3 separate regions of the Zea mays genome follow, and regions 1 and 2 are each linked to region 3. A link is a contact called in public Hi-C data. All regions are on one chromosome and are shown on one strand. The core of a region is the stretch at or near the end of the contact, and the rest is flanking DNA. Distances in the headings are between cores, read along the strand shown. Region 1 holds the start of LOC100191828 (CBS domain containing protein). Region 2 holds the start of LOC100191672. Region 3 holds the start of LOC100383931.

What was found. Hi-C and Micro-C count contacts between places; a contact is called where the count stands out from the background.
Region 1: a Hi-C map of bundle sheath shows a contact between it and region 3, with 2.0 times the contacts expected there. The contact joins the promoter of LOC100191828 here to the promoter of LOC100383931 in region 3. A contact is called at or near these places in 5 of 25 Hi-C or Micro-C datasets (bundle sheath, ear, endosperm and 2 more).
Region 2: a Hi-C map of leaf mesophyll shows a contact between it and region 3, with 2.5 times the contacts expected there. The contact joins the promoter of LOC100191672 here to the promoter of LOC100383931 in region 3. A contact is called at or near these places in 3 of 25 Hi-C or Micro-C datasets (ear, endosperm and leaf mesophyll).

The regions. Positions count from the first base shown.
Region 1 is chr3:162,743,566-162,748,239 of Zm-B73-REFERENCE-NAM-5.0, reverse strand. It overlaps LOC100191828 (CBS domain containing protein), which reads right to left and starts at 2,659. Exons shown (of 2, transcript NM_001137252.1): 1 at 1,989-2,659. The coding sequence starts at 2,311.
Region 2 is chr3:162,814,490-162,819,056 of Zm-B73-REFERENCE-NAM-5.0, reverse strand. LOC100191672 reads right to left here and starts at 3,048. Exons shown (of 3, transcript NM_001137101.1): 1 at 2,787-3,048; 2 at 1-161. The coding sequence starts at 2,917.
Region 3 is chr3:162,578,026-162,582,035 of Zm-B73-REFERENCE-NAM-5.0, reverse strand. LOC100383931 reads right to left here and starts at 1,864. Exons shown (of 20, transcript NM_001362233.1): 1 at 1,331-1,864; 2 at 229-511; 3 at 109-137; 4 at 1-3. The coding sequence starts at 1,717.

The sequences.
Region 1 (4,674 bases), core at 1,410-3,909, 170 kb before region 3:
ATGCCAAATAACTGGAACCGTTCACATCATATTACAATATGAAACTGGTGTTTTTTTTAGTTTCATGAAGAAAACTTGTACAGCTCAGTGCCAGATAATTGGGGCCTGTTATCATAATGAACTTTATTAAAATCCACCATTGCACATTTGTAGCTACTAATACTATATCACTTTTTCCCAGAAAACTAAACTACAATCAACAAATAAGCGGTAGCTATTTGCGGCTGACAATTGAAGTTTTTTATTTTCTGATATTGTGCCATCCAGTTGCCAGTTTTTTTTCCTCAAACAACACACAGGAGCCATGTGTCATTTCATTTAAAAGAAAAAGTGTATAAAAGAGGGGGGGAACCCTCCCAGAACATACAACCCTGACTAAAAAGAAAATCGACTCAACTCATTAATTATTTATGATTACAGGTTTGCTGTGGAGATACAGGATTACAGGTTCTCATAAGTAATCAAGTAATAAAATTCAACACCTCAATTTACCAGCGCGAGAAGTAGGATAACATGCGAGGACAAATGGAGCTATGGAAGTTCACAGGTTCAGAAGTTAATTAGAAGCCATGCCATCTCAATTTACCAGTGCAAGCAGTACATGTAAGCATAAATGAAACTATGAAAGTTCACACTTTGAGGGAGGAAGAGTTCCTACCACGATGTCTTTCACAATTTGACTAAGACATAGATCATAGATGTTCACTAGTAATGGTAAAGATAGCATCACCGACTGGAAGAGAATGGAACTAACAAACTATATTTGGATTTTTCCCATGTATAGTCCTGGAAAGCTTTCAGATCTGAAGAAATAAAGAAGATGCATAGATCACCTAACAAACCAAGCCTATTTATGTTGTCCATTTATTAACAACGTATTCTCATGATGAACTGAATAATCTTTTTGGTGAATGAACACTTCTACATCGCATTCCTAGCCGTATTAAGGTAGCCACTTGCCTTTCAAAGAAAGCTTCAGTTATGTGTAGCCAGGGATACACCAAAGGAAATTCTAGTTTGCTACATCTACTGCATATAAAAGTTCCATCCAACTCTTCGTATAAATAGTGCTAGTAACAGAATCTGATGATGATTTAAACCTTTTCTATTTCAGGTTGTTCTTTATTACTGTGACAATCTATCAAATCTACATACAAAATAACTTTGAAGAATGGCTAAGGAACCTCTACATCCATATCAATTCATAAATATCAACCATAAACTCATAAGATCAAATCTAAAGCAAAATGGGAGGGCTATTCAACTCTGTCCAAAAGGTGCTGAATCAGCATTCTTGAATGCTACTACAAAATCAAACTTGATCAGTTATGCGACACAGAGTGCATGATGAATACTGTAGCAGATATTATGTGGGAAATTTCATTCCCATCCTATCCATGACAACAAGAACAAGGTGGACAGGTTTGGTAGACAATTAGCATTTGATTGTACAAGAGCAACCTGACAACCCAATCACCGGAGTAGTTTAACCATAACCAATTTCATCTCTAAAAAAATCAGAGGGTGTAGGAACAACCTTTTGCCCGCATCTTCCTCCAGAGGTCAAACTAATAGTATGATTCAGATAAGACAAAGATCAACCACCAGACCACATTAAAAAAAAGCTGACCCAGCCGGAGTAAAAAAAGCAGGGGTTAATCCAGCCTCCAGCAAAGTAGGAGACACAGACACGGTAATAAATGAACTGGAAGAGTATATCGCCTTCACATACAACGTGAACCTGTTCGCTTGCACAACCTGAACACAATTCTCCTCGAGTCCGTTCGCGGATCAATGACGAGAAATGGAATGGCACACATGTTAAGAAAGATCAGATCCTTTCAGCGCTTGACGCTGGTACGATTCGATCCCATCTTTGGTAATGGATGGATGGGTGAGTCATCAGTGAAAACAGGCACTAGAAACCAAGCGAGTCGGTAACGCTACAGGACGGCAGGTAGGACGGGATCAAGCAGAGACAGTCTCACCTGGTACCCGGATCGATCTCCCTGAGCAGCGCAGGATTGGGCTGCACGACCTCGCCGACGACGGCGCGCATGGAGCGATCCCCGACCCCCGCGGAGGCGACGAAGGCAGCGATGTCGAGCGCGGAGATCATGCCGATGAACCTGGCCCCCGAGGGCGGGTCGTCCGGCGCGGCCCTGGGGCGCCAGACGGGCACGGCGCCCTCGGGGCTGGCGGCGATGGCGCGCGCGGCGTCGTCGAGCGTGTCGGTGTCGTGCAGCTCGGCGACCTCGGGCTTGCCGACGGTGAGGTCGCCGACGACGTGGTGGAAGAAAACGGCGGCCATAGGGGGTGGCGGGAGGCGAGGGGAGGCTGGAGGCTATAAGAGGGAGTGGAGGAGGAGCAGGTGGAGCAGCAGGCTGGAGGGGCCGAGGCCGAGCCCGCCCCCGGCGGAGAAGAAGGCGACGGAGGAGGTGGGGCGGTCACCGGCGGCGCGGGTGCAGGGATCGCCGGCCATTTCGGTGGGAGGGAAAGCCCATTAAAAGCCGGGGCAAGGGGGGAATTGCGGGCGGCGGAGTCTGACGAGCGCTGCTGCGGAAGGCTAGGCCCTCCTTCTGATGAGCGAGCGATGGGCGGGGGCGAACGGGCGATCCGAGGGAGCGAGGCGAGAGAAACACGGCCGCGAGCGTCGCGGAGGTCGTGGTGTGGTGTGGGTGTGGCCCCGCGGTGGAAGAAGCTGGAGCTGGCAGAGAGAGAGAGAGAGCGGATGGGCAGCTAAAAGTCTTAAACGCCCTTTATTTATAAATCATCGTTTAATTTTTTAAAATCTTTTAACAGTTTTTCAATATCTTATGCGCAATAAAATTATCATAGTTTTCCAACTTCGACAATAAAGAACGAAATAGAAGATACTTTATATTAACATGTCTAATTAAAGAACCTATTGAAAGGAGTCTCTTGCTCTAATGAAGAGCGATTAAGGCCCTGTTTGGAGCCTCTTGTCAGTGGCTAATAATTAACCTATAAATAATTAGCTAGCAAAATTTAGCTAGAATATGCTTGGAGTTTTGTCTAATAGACGACCTAGCTTAGCGAATATGACGATGATGATGATTGGCTAAAGTTCTTACATACAGCGAACACACCGGGAGCTTTCGCTGTTCCAGCTTCGCGAGGTTGTTGTACGTTTCTCGCTAAACTCCAATCATTACAGCATTTCAGTTTCGTCATTACGTTGATCCGAAACGCTGCTGTTTCTGTTTGTCAGTTGTCACTGCTGCCGTGTTGGTTTGCTTATATAACTCCTTTATTTTTTTTCTAAAATGTCATTTAATAATGGTTGAGATAGCGGAAACCACCGCATTTTTAAGGCCATGTAAGCAATGATATTGTAGGTAGGTAATTTTTGCGCAACTTAATGATGAGGTATGAAAACAGTGTTTTTAAAATATCTTAGAAATTTTCATAAACTGGTTTTTTGTTTCAGGTTTTTTTGAAGCTTAAATTTATGGAGATGAATTTGGATAAAAGAAGCTAAAACAGACCTAAAATTCAAAGTGAAGGGCTTGAGATCGGCCGAGATGACAGCGGAGGATTTATAGTTGTACGACAGGCGGATCGGATCTGGCAAAGGTAGGACAAAATTGTGTACGGCGGAACGGAATCCGTGTTACTACTTGCGCTTGCGCCCGCCTCTCTCCTCCGTGTCCGTGTGTCCTTTACCGAACAGGAACGTGCAGTCTCTGTCTCCGTCTCCGTCAGATGAGAGGTGCGCGAGCTAGTCACCGGCAAATGACTCATCGCCTCCAGTTTGTTGCCCCGCAACCGCAATGTGTGAAAGCCGATTAGACCCTACGCATAGTCATGTATATCCTACGTGTTAGCGAATACAACTTCCCCCAACAAGAGGATCCAATTGATCTGGGGAAAACGACGCCTAGTTTGCACAACGACCTGCCAGGCGCCAGCCAAGAAAGGAACACGCTTTCCATACATTCTCGTCGTCTTCTCCGCACGGCCATCTCATAAAACAAGAACAAAAAACGTAGCTAGTGAGGGTCTGCAAAGTTTATTCTCATAGGGAACCAAACAGTCCCCCCCAAAATCATCCAGTCGCCTTCCCGTACGATCGCAAATCCCTCCAAAACCTTATCCTTGGCCGATCACAGTCACACATGTCAGAACAACGCAGCGCACGGGAGGACGCCTCGCTCGGCTTTGCTTTGGTTTGCCATTCTGGTCCCAAAACAATAATAAAAAGAATGAGCGCGCGCCGGACTGGAACTGGATCAAGGCCATGGATTCGCTCAATCAATCATGCACGAGCACGAGACCGAGACAAGGGGGCGGCTTTCGTGCGGGAGCTTGCCTCGCGGCGCACCGAAAGGGCGTTTTTTTTCGGCTGGCTGTGCTGACTTGTCATGGACATCCCTAACGGACCGGAACTCCGGCAGCGGCAGCTAGTGCTGCAAATATGGTTCGGACATTTTAACCAGCACAAATACGATCTAAAAATAGAAGTTTAAAGTACGGTTTATCACGAAATAAAATATACCGAGCTAAGAGCAACTCCAGTGGTTCTCTAAAAAAGATTTCCTAAATCAATAATTTAGGTAGTTAACATGAAAACTATTCTCCAACAGTTCTCTAAATGAACTTTCTAAATTTAACAACTTGTCATCTAACCTCATTTTCTCTCTACATTTGGCA
Region 2 (4,567 bases), core at 1,799-4,298, 240 kb before region 3:
GTGGCTGCCAACACTTCTCGACTGGCTTGAGATGTGTCAAGATATTATCTCTAGCCCAATCATCAAGTGACTTGAAAATTTCAATCTTGTGAGGTGGCATTGAATGTGTAACCTGGACATGTACCTCCCTTGGAGGAGCAAATGGCTTCTTATTCTCGACCCTGCAGGCAAAAAGTATGATTAGTTACTAGTTACATATTATGAAACATATCTAAACTTAGGAGAAGAAAGATTTCGATATGGTCAGTTCTGGTATAATTGGGATTGTGGTTGTAAAATCCAGTGAGATTATAAGCACAGTAGAAGTCACTAATGGACATGACCGTGAGAAACATCTAACCCCAGAAGCAGAAGGCCTGCGATGATGAGCCTCAGTACTCTCCAGTTTGTTTGCAATGAACATATTTATGCGCACTCAGATATTAAGATCATTTTCCTGTCTTGTATTAGGTATAAAGTATGTGTAAGTTATGCTAGTATAGCATGGGAGAATGGGGGATAAACAGAGGGCCAGAGGAGCACACTCACACACACACGCATAAATGGCTCATATATCTAAACCACTATAATGTATTAAAAGCCATACTTGCTCTCGTTTCTTTTGAAATAAAAAGTAATGAACAAGCAAGATCGCATTGAAAGGAACAGATGGAAAGGCAAAAGTCATGGGAAGAAAACCAAAATCTAGAAGGAAATGAGCTGACGAGGCCTGTTTGTTTCGTCTTCTAGCCAGATTTTGGCCGTCAAAATCAGCTTCTGGCCACCAAACGCTTCGTTTCTCGGTCCGCTTATGTGAGAATCACTTTTGTGGAAATTGTCCAAATCAATGTGAATGCAGAATCCGACGAGTCGTCACGATAGGAGGAATCCATTGCTTCCTAAACCCTAAACCATACCGACTCATTCAACTTCCTCCGCACGTAAATCCTATGATATCCAGATTCTCGTGATAACTAGATTATCCAGATTCTCATAAAAGCTCTTCAAAAAAAAGTTATCCCAAACAGGCCCATTCATCTTTGCATACTGTATAGTAGACTTACCCAACATACTGAGAGTGGCACAATCTATTATTTAGCATATGATAGTAAGCAAAGCAAAAAGATAATCGCCTAGTGAGTTTTTTTTTTATTTCTTTTACATTTCTTTCTTTCTTTGTGGGTGGGGGCGCTTAAGGTTTAAGAAGTACAGTGTGCACAAATAACCAGATTGTACTTGGGCTTCTAACCTGCAGAGCTTATCAGGTAGGCGAATGAATGCCATTAACTAGTAGCTAATGTCACTGACCTTTTCCATATTACATGACTACAGTCGTATGCTGTGTCCCATACAAATTATGACGTGGCCCCCACCATGTACATATTAATAGAAGAATTGCATAACAATTATCAGAACATCATCAACGTCTACGTCTTAGTCCCTAGAATACTTCATCACATAACTATCACTGACCAAAGTATCAAAGAAACCATACAAAAAAGAGCAGCAGTAATGAGACGGAGTGCAAGTGCAACTAGGAGTAAAGTAACAAGAGTACCTGGCTATGTTTCTCTAACCTTTCAGCCAAATCTACGCTTGACTCAAAGTAGGCTTCCTTAAGTTAGAACTCTAGCTGAAAACCCACTTAGATAAACTTAAAATAGGACAGTACCTATGGAATCATGGTTTTGAAGTGCCTCGTGTTTCCTGAATTGACATGATATGACTATGAGGCATGTGGCACAAGCAGTTAGTTTCATTAAGACTTTATTTATTGATTTCATAAATCCCATCAACCCAAGCACATGAACAACAAAGTGGTGCCATGAGCCAGCAACTGAGGAGTTCAATGGTCCTGTGGGGGCACCATCAAATTAAATTCCAACAAACTAGGCCACCAAGAACTGGTACAGGCTACAGAGATACCAAATCGACCAACCTCGACAGCAAACACGCGTCTTCACCTCCGCTGCTGGCCTGCTGCAGACTAAACAGTAGTAACATGAATCACCCCCATGACTATAGGCAGTTAGGCACTTCAACCGTAGACTAAGGGGTAGCACGCCAGCTACCCTGTGCAGTGCATTTAAAAGATGGCATGGTACCACTCCGGGAGCAATTCTAGAATGCAGAGCAGATGATACGCGGGGAGGACGAGGACGAACTGCCAGGGCCCAGGGTCACCCCGATGAAAAGTTGAAGGTCCCATGAAAATTTAATGCCGGGGAAGGAGGAAATACGGCATCAAAGGAATTCTGAAAGGGACTGGCGCATCAGAAACGGCCTCGCTTCCCTCGCTCGGTGTCGACGGGAAGGCGATTCAACCGAACGCGAGCGGCCAGGCTCCGGTCCCGCCCCGCGCCGCGCAGCGCAGAGAAAAAGAACCGCCCGTGTAGAATTCTTTAATGGCGGGACTGCGCCTCTGAGCCGCGGAGGCAGCGAGGGGCGCCGCCCATGTGCGGCCGTTGCCGCCTCGGAGACTACGGCCGGGCTCGGCGCGTACAGGGACGAATCTGACAACGCCGACACGGGCACCCAATAAATCCTGATCCATCCAACATTGCAAGCGGAGGACGGCGGAACACCGAACGCGCGGTGAGCCAAGCCGAAGCATCAATCCGTCGCGAACCGTCTCGGCGTACGCGTCGCCGCCAGACGTAGGAACCGGCCAGGTTATCCATCCAATCCTAGGGACCAAAATCTACCTCGTATCTTATCCATCGTTGAGAGGAAGGGAAATGGAACCGCAAAGTGGGAGAGGGCAAAGGGCCGTCGTGACGAGCGAGGCCCCAGGCCAGGCGGCTTACTTGGTGGAGACGGCGGACGTCATGGAGGCGACGGCGACGAACCTGCCGCTGCTGCGGCTGCGGCTGCGGCGGCGGCGGGCGGCGAGCGGCGGGGAGAGGCAGAGCGCGACGTCGTTGAGGCGGAGCGCCATCGTGGAGGCCAATGGGAAAGGGGAGCCGGAAGCGCTGCCGCCGCCGCCGCCGCCGCCGCAGACCCTGCTGCTTGCCCTCGCGAGATTGGGATGTGTGTGGTGGTGCCTGGTGGCAAGCGCGAGGAACGAACAAGCGGCAGAGGGCGCGTGCGATCTCTCCACCTCAGGTTCAGGTTCGGCTCGGGCCGCGCTTGGGTTTTAGCGGCCTCTCGTCTCGCCACCACCGCTGCTGCGGACACTGCTGGACGCCACTCGGCAGTGGGTGGGTCCATATTTATGTCTCTTTCCACGTCCCGTGCGGTGCCCCCTCCCTCTCGCGCCTCCCTTTCGGCTCGCTAGTCAAGTTGTTCTTTGGCTCGTGGAGTAATCTTCCTCGTGTCATTACCATTGTTATGACTTTGAGTGGGGGGATTAAGAAACGAGAGCGCACGTCTTTTCGCTTCTTACTAAGACAACAAGCCATCGTGGCATTAGGAGTATCGAGAGCCCTCCAGATCCCATGGGAGCATAGCATGCGTGGTGTGCAGTGCACCCACCAGCAGCTGCTGCTGCAGGCCAGCCATCGCTATCTATCCCTGCGACTAGTATAGCGGAGAAGGGAAAACGTTTTAGGTGAGCGGAGAAAAAACGAGGTGGCGTGCCACCCGTCGCTTTTTATTTGCTTGCGAGAGGCAAAGTGACGATGCTTTTGGTTTAGCTTAGATTTAACCAGGAGCTCACCTTGTCGCACACGCACGCACGCACTCGTGTGGCGTGGAATGGAACGCCGCTGGCCTCGCAAAGCCGCGGGGGGAATCAATGAATCATCGGCCTGTGCAGACGCCGGCCGGGGCCCGTCCAAGATTTCGTTTTACCAGTGGTCAGCCGGTCAGCGCACCCTCCCCGTCCCACGGCGCACGGCGCGGCACGTCTCGCCTCGCCTCGCCTCGCCGCCTCTGTCAGTGTCGTCGAGTGGTACGAGGCCGCGCTGACTCACGTGGGCGTCGTGACGCGCCGTAGAGGAGCAGTGGTGCCAAGCCTGCTGGCGTCACTCGCTGCGGCAGTCCCGTCACGTCGCTCGGCACACGAGTCCAGGCGGCGACGACGAGGCGACACTTGCAGCCGCATCCTTCGATGTACACGAGGCGGCGAGCACAGCCGCGCGCGCCACGACGGACAAGTGTGCGGTGGCTCCTGCAGCAACCAAGCCAGGGCGCCGCACAGCAGCGAGAGAGCATATGCCCGCGCGGTAAAAGCGCCCGTTTTTTTGACGTGGGCCACGGGAGTCAAGTACGTCGCGGGGCGCCGATGATACCGAGGCTGGCGACGCCAGAACGGAGGTACCTCTGCTCTACTCCTGGGCGGGAGGACACAAGGACCCGAACCCGAAGGATGCGGATCGGTCGGGCGCGTGCGCCTCCCCTCCATCTCCATCGTCGGCCGGCACAGGTCGCGACCGGTTAAAACACAATTCACCTAGACTTTACCCACCACAAAAAACAAAAGGTTCAGATTTACATGAATAACTTATCTTCCTTATTCTTAAATCGTGACAATATTATTTGAATAATCACTCTTCCATCATCCTCTTCTTGACCCCACCGCCTCAAGCCTTGTGTCGTCCTCGTCGCTATCAATCTCTCCACTCGTGCGGTCGTGCCACCGCCCGTT
Region 3 (4,010 bases), core at 615-3,114:
CAACTGGAAGAAACAGAACATCAGAATAGATTGCAATCAGTGGCACAGGAGAGATAGGATGGCCAAAATGTAACTTGGAAATTAAGGTGAAGGAAAGAAAGAAAAAACCTTTGTGATAACACCAATTGTTCGAGAACCTATGAAAATAATAAATCATCATGATAAGATAATATTTCTGAACTGAAATGTTATAGTGGACAGGACGTAGATTATGCAGGGCACACATACCATCAGGATCAGCAACCCGAGCCATTTGAAGAGCATCAGAGTTTGCTAAATCTGCATTTGCTGGCGAAACAGCTAAGATGATGCATGTCTTGTGCCTGATGTATGACATTATCATAGTCCTTATTCTGGCTTCAATATCAGTTGGCTGGTCACCAACTGGCACCTTAGTGATTCCAGGCAAATCGACTAAAGTAATGTTAAGGACATTCGGAGAAAAGATCTTCAACCGTATCTGCCTATCCGATACACCTTTGTTACCACCTGCCTCACGATCTGTTTCAGCCTGCATAGATGCAGAGAGTCGTTTAAGAATGGTCTGTGCAGCACTAATCTCAACTCCAGCCCACACTAACAAAACAAAACATCGTAATTGAAGTGAAACAAAATACCAAACACTCAAGACAGATAATATTGTTGTTCTATCAAATACTAGGATGTTGGGTCCCAACTAAAACTTATGTACACCTTACTTTCCACTTCGAAATTCTGGTTCACAAATATACTTTCCACAAATCATCCTGACAACCACTAATACCACCTGAATTGGTTTTTTTTTCAAATGTAACCAAGTTGTATTGGGGACAACATCGAAACCACTATATTAACAAGAAACTACGTGATAACCCATATAGAATTTCAATATCCAAGCAACTCGTTAACTCATGTGGAGAACAATAAACCTGCAAGGGCCAACCTGAAGACAACCAAGTAAATTATGGCATTCTGTACTCTGTAGTCGTTAACAACCACATGCCCACATCGTCACCACAGGAAGCAGCAACGAAATAACATCATCACTAGCACTGAACACCAGAGACAACACCACCTAACCTAGCATTTACCATCGTTCCAATCTCAGAGCCCAACTGTGCTGACCCATGAACACACCAGAAACCACCGCGAAGAATGATTCCTCGAAACCAACAGGAGTATTCCTAAACAGTCATCTGCAGCCCTAGCGAGCAGCCACAGCACAATATTACTACTACTAGTAAAGTCCCGACCAATAATAATTATCCATTGAATGTACACGCACAGTCAAGTAAAAGTGTTTATTCCAGCCAAATAACCGCACGAGGGATTAAGGCAAAGGGATGGGGACCTGGATCTCGCGTCGGATTTCGCGGAAGTCGTAGAAGCGACGCCCCGAGAGGTGCAGGAACTCGCCCCACTCATCGGCCTCTGCGTCGGCGGGGCGGCGCGGCTGGTGCACGAGCTGGAGCACGAGGGGGCGGCGCGTGCAGATGTCGGAGCCCCGCGGGAGGAAGTCGCGGCCGACGAGCGCCTCGAGGACGCTGGACTTGCCGCTGCTCTGGCTCCCGACCACGGCCACCTGCGGCAGGTCGATCGTGGAGCTGCTCCCCAGCTGCGCGAAGATGTCCTGCAGCTTGTTGACGATTGGGATCACCGAGGACCCGACCGCCGCCGCGGCCGCGGCCGCCGCCGCCGATGGGGCGGACGGCGCGGAGGAGAGGTGGTCTTCGGCCATGGTCCGGGGGGCGGGGGCGTGCAGGCTGCGCCGCTAGGCTGGCCTGGGGATTTGGACGAGGAGAGCAACGAGACCCGGGAAGGGAATCCCTAGATCGAGAGCTCTTCGTTCTTTTTTTTTTTCCTCTCCTAATCTTTTTTCCCCGGTCTTGAGGTGGGGATTTCAAATCGAGAGGCCTCGAGCTCGAGGGGACCGGACCGGGGTTCCGAACACCGGGGAAGGAGACGCGCGGGGAAATTACCATTATAACCCCCACCTTCTTGGCTTAGGGAACAAGACGAACGTGCTCGGTTTGCACGCATGGAGAGTGGATTCTGTCGTGCTTAAGGAGCACTGTTTACAACTTGACCTGATGTTGCCGTGTTTCTTTGGTGAAGAAGAAATGCAAGGTAAGTAAATATGCAATCTACCTTACTTTACCAGGAGGAGTACAAGCAGTGGCGAAGCTAGAGCAAATATATTGGGGTGCAACTCCCTTGCGGGTGCATAAGGATGAGATATGAGTGATGCATATATGGTGAAAATTTAACTATTATAACTAAATTCTGAATTTTAGGGAGGTGCATGTGCATCCACGAGCTAACATGTAGCTTCGCCCCTGAGTACAGGATCAAGATTTTCGATGAAGGGTAAGCTCCACTTGTTTCTTGCCTGGGACGGGCGTGGTAGACTGGTAGCCTAGCCCGAGACTCGCCGGAGCAACAAGCAGCACAAGGAGTCAAGGACGCACGAGCAAACACCACCAGCCAGTCCCCTGATCGCGGGTGACCGCGACGTCCCCGCGCCGCACGGGGAGCAGGGCCGGGTCGCGACATCGTGGCTAGCTGAGAAAGGCAACAGTATGGGCCGTCCACTGACAGAAGCCCAGTACGAGGGCGGCGCTTGACTTGGGAGCAGCTGCTCCCAAGCAGGACAGCAGGGCGGTGACGGTCTGAGGCCCTATATAGATTTTGAAATGAGATTCTATCCACGTGAACATTCACGAGGAAGGTTTTTCTCTCGTCTACATCTCTGTTGGAAAATTTATCTTTACGAAAAATTCATCTCCATTAAAAAGTGCAATATTTAAAGATAATTTAAATTAATTATATCAAATAAATATAAATTGAGAAACAAGATTTAAAGTTACAAGAGACATATACTGTTGGAGAGCAAATCTCCGATCGGGTGGCAGAGTGCACCCGCCTTAAATCCTAAGATGAGGAGGGGCGTAGGCGTTTTGCTCGTTAGTCGGGAAAACGGGAAGAATACAGGAACACACAAGGGTTTAGAGTGGTTTGGGCCGCCGGAGCGTAACACCCTACTCCACTGTGTGATGTATTGCTTGTGAGCTTGTATGAACTTGTGAGTGTCTGAGGTTGGGTCTGAAAGATTAAGCTTGTGTGTAACGTCGCATACCTCCCCTTTTATAGCTGAAGGGGGGCATGCACAAAGATACTGGGCCCCGACAGGTGGGCCCAGGGACATAAAGAATATAGCGCTTGGAGCCACAAATGTTTGCTGCTTGGGGCAATCTTCTTGTGCCCTGACGCCCGAGATCTCCGTATCCTCGACGTGCAGGGGAAGCTTCTTGTAGAAGGGATGATGAGTATTGTGCGCCACTCGGCACAAGCGCACTGTTCACCAACAGACTGGTCAGGCGCGCCGTCTGCTGGGTGACCCTGACGCCGCCTGCCGGTGGATTGGACAGGACGCATTAAATGCTGAGAGGGCGCGTCGCCTGACAGCGTGGTGGCAGGCGGCGCGTCCTCTCCGCAATAAATGCAAAGGTTGCACAGCCGTATGTGCCTTACGTCAGGCTCGGCCTATTGGCTTATGTCACAAGCCTCAAGCGTCGCGGCCGCTGCGGGTCTCCGCCTGAGCGGGGAGCGTAGGGTAAGGCCTGGACACGTGTCGGCACCGGACCCCTGCCTGTGCGAGGGTCCTCCCCGTCCCGGGACCTCGCTAAGGCCCGGACCTCACTCGAGGGGGACCTGGGATCCACTTGTGGGACCCGGCATGTCTCCTCGGGAGCTCCAGACTCGTATTTCACAGGGGTCCGGTGTTCCTCTGCGAAGGTCCGGACCCAACGGTGTTTCCCGGGATGTATTATCCTTCCTCGCCACGTGGCACCCTTAGGCCTGCTCATGTGGTGGAGTCGGGTGCCACTCTCCGTGTGACCTGAAGGTCTCGTACGTGTGCAGCGTCTTCATATTGTAGAAGAGGGTACCCCTGATTCAGGGTACCAACAGTGGCTCCCGGGCCCGCCTCAGGGGAGGATGCGAGCCTGTAGGTGGGGCCAGAGTCTGATTTG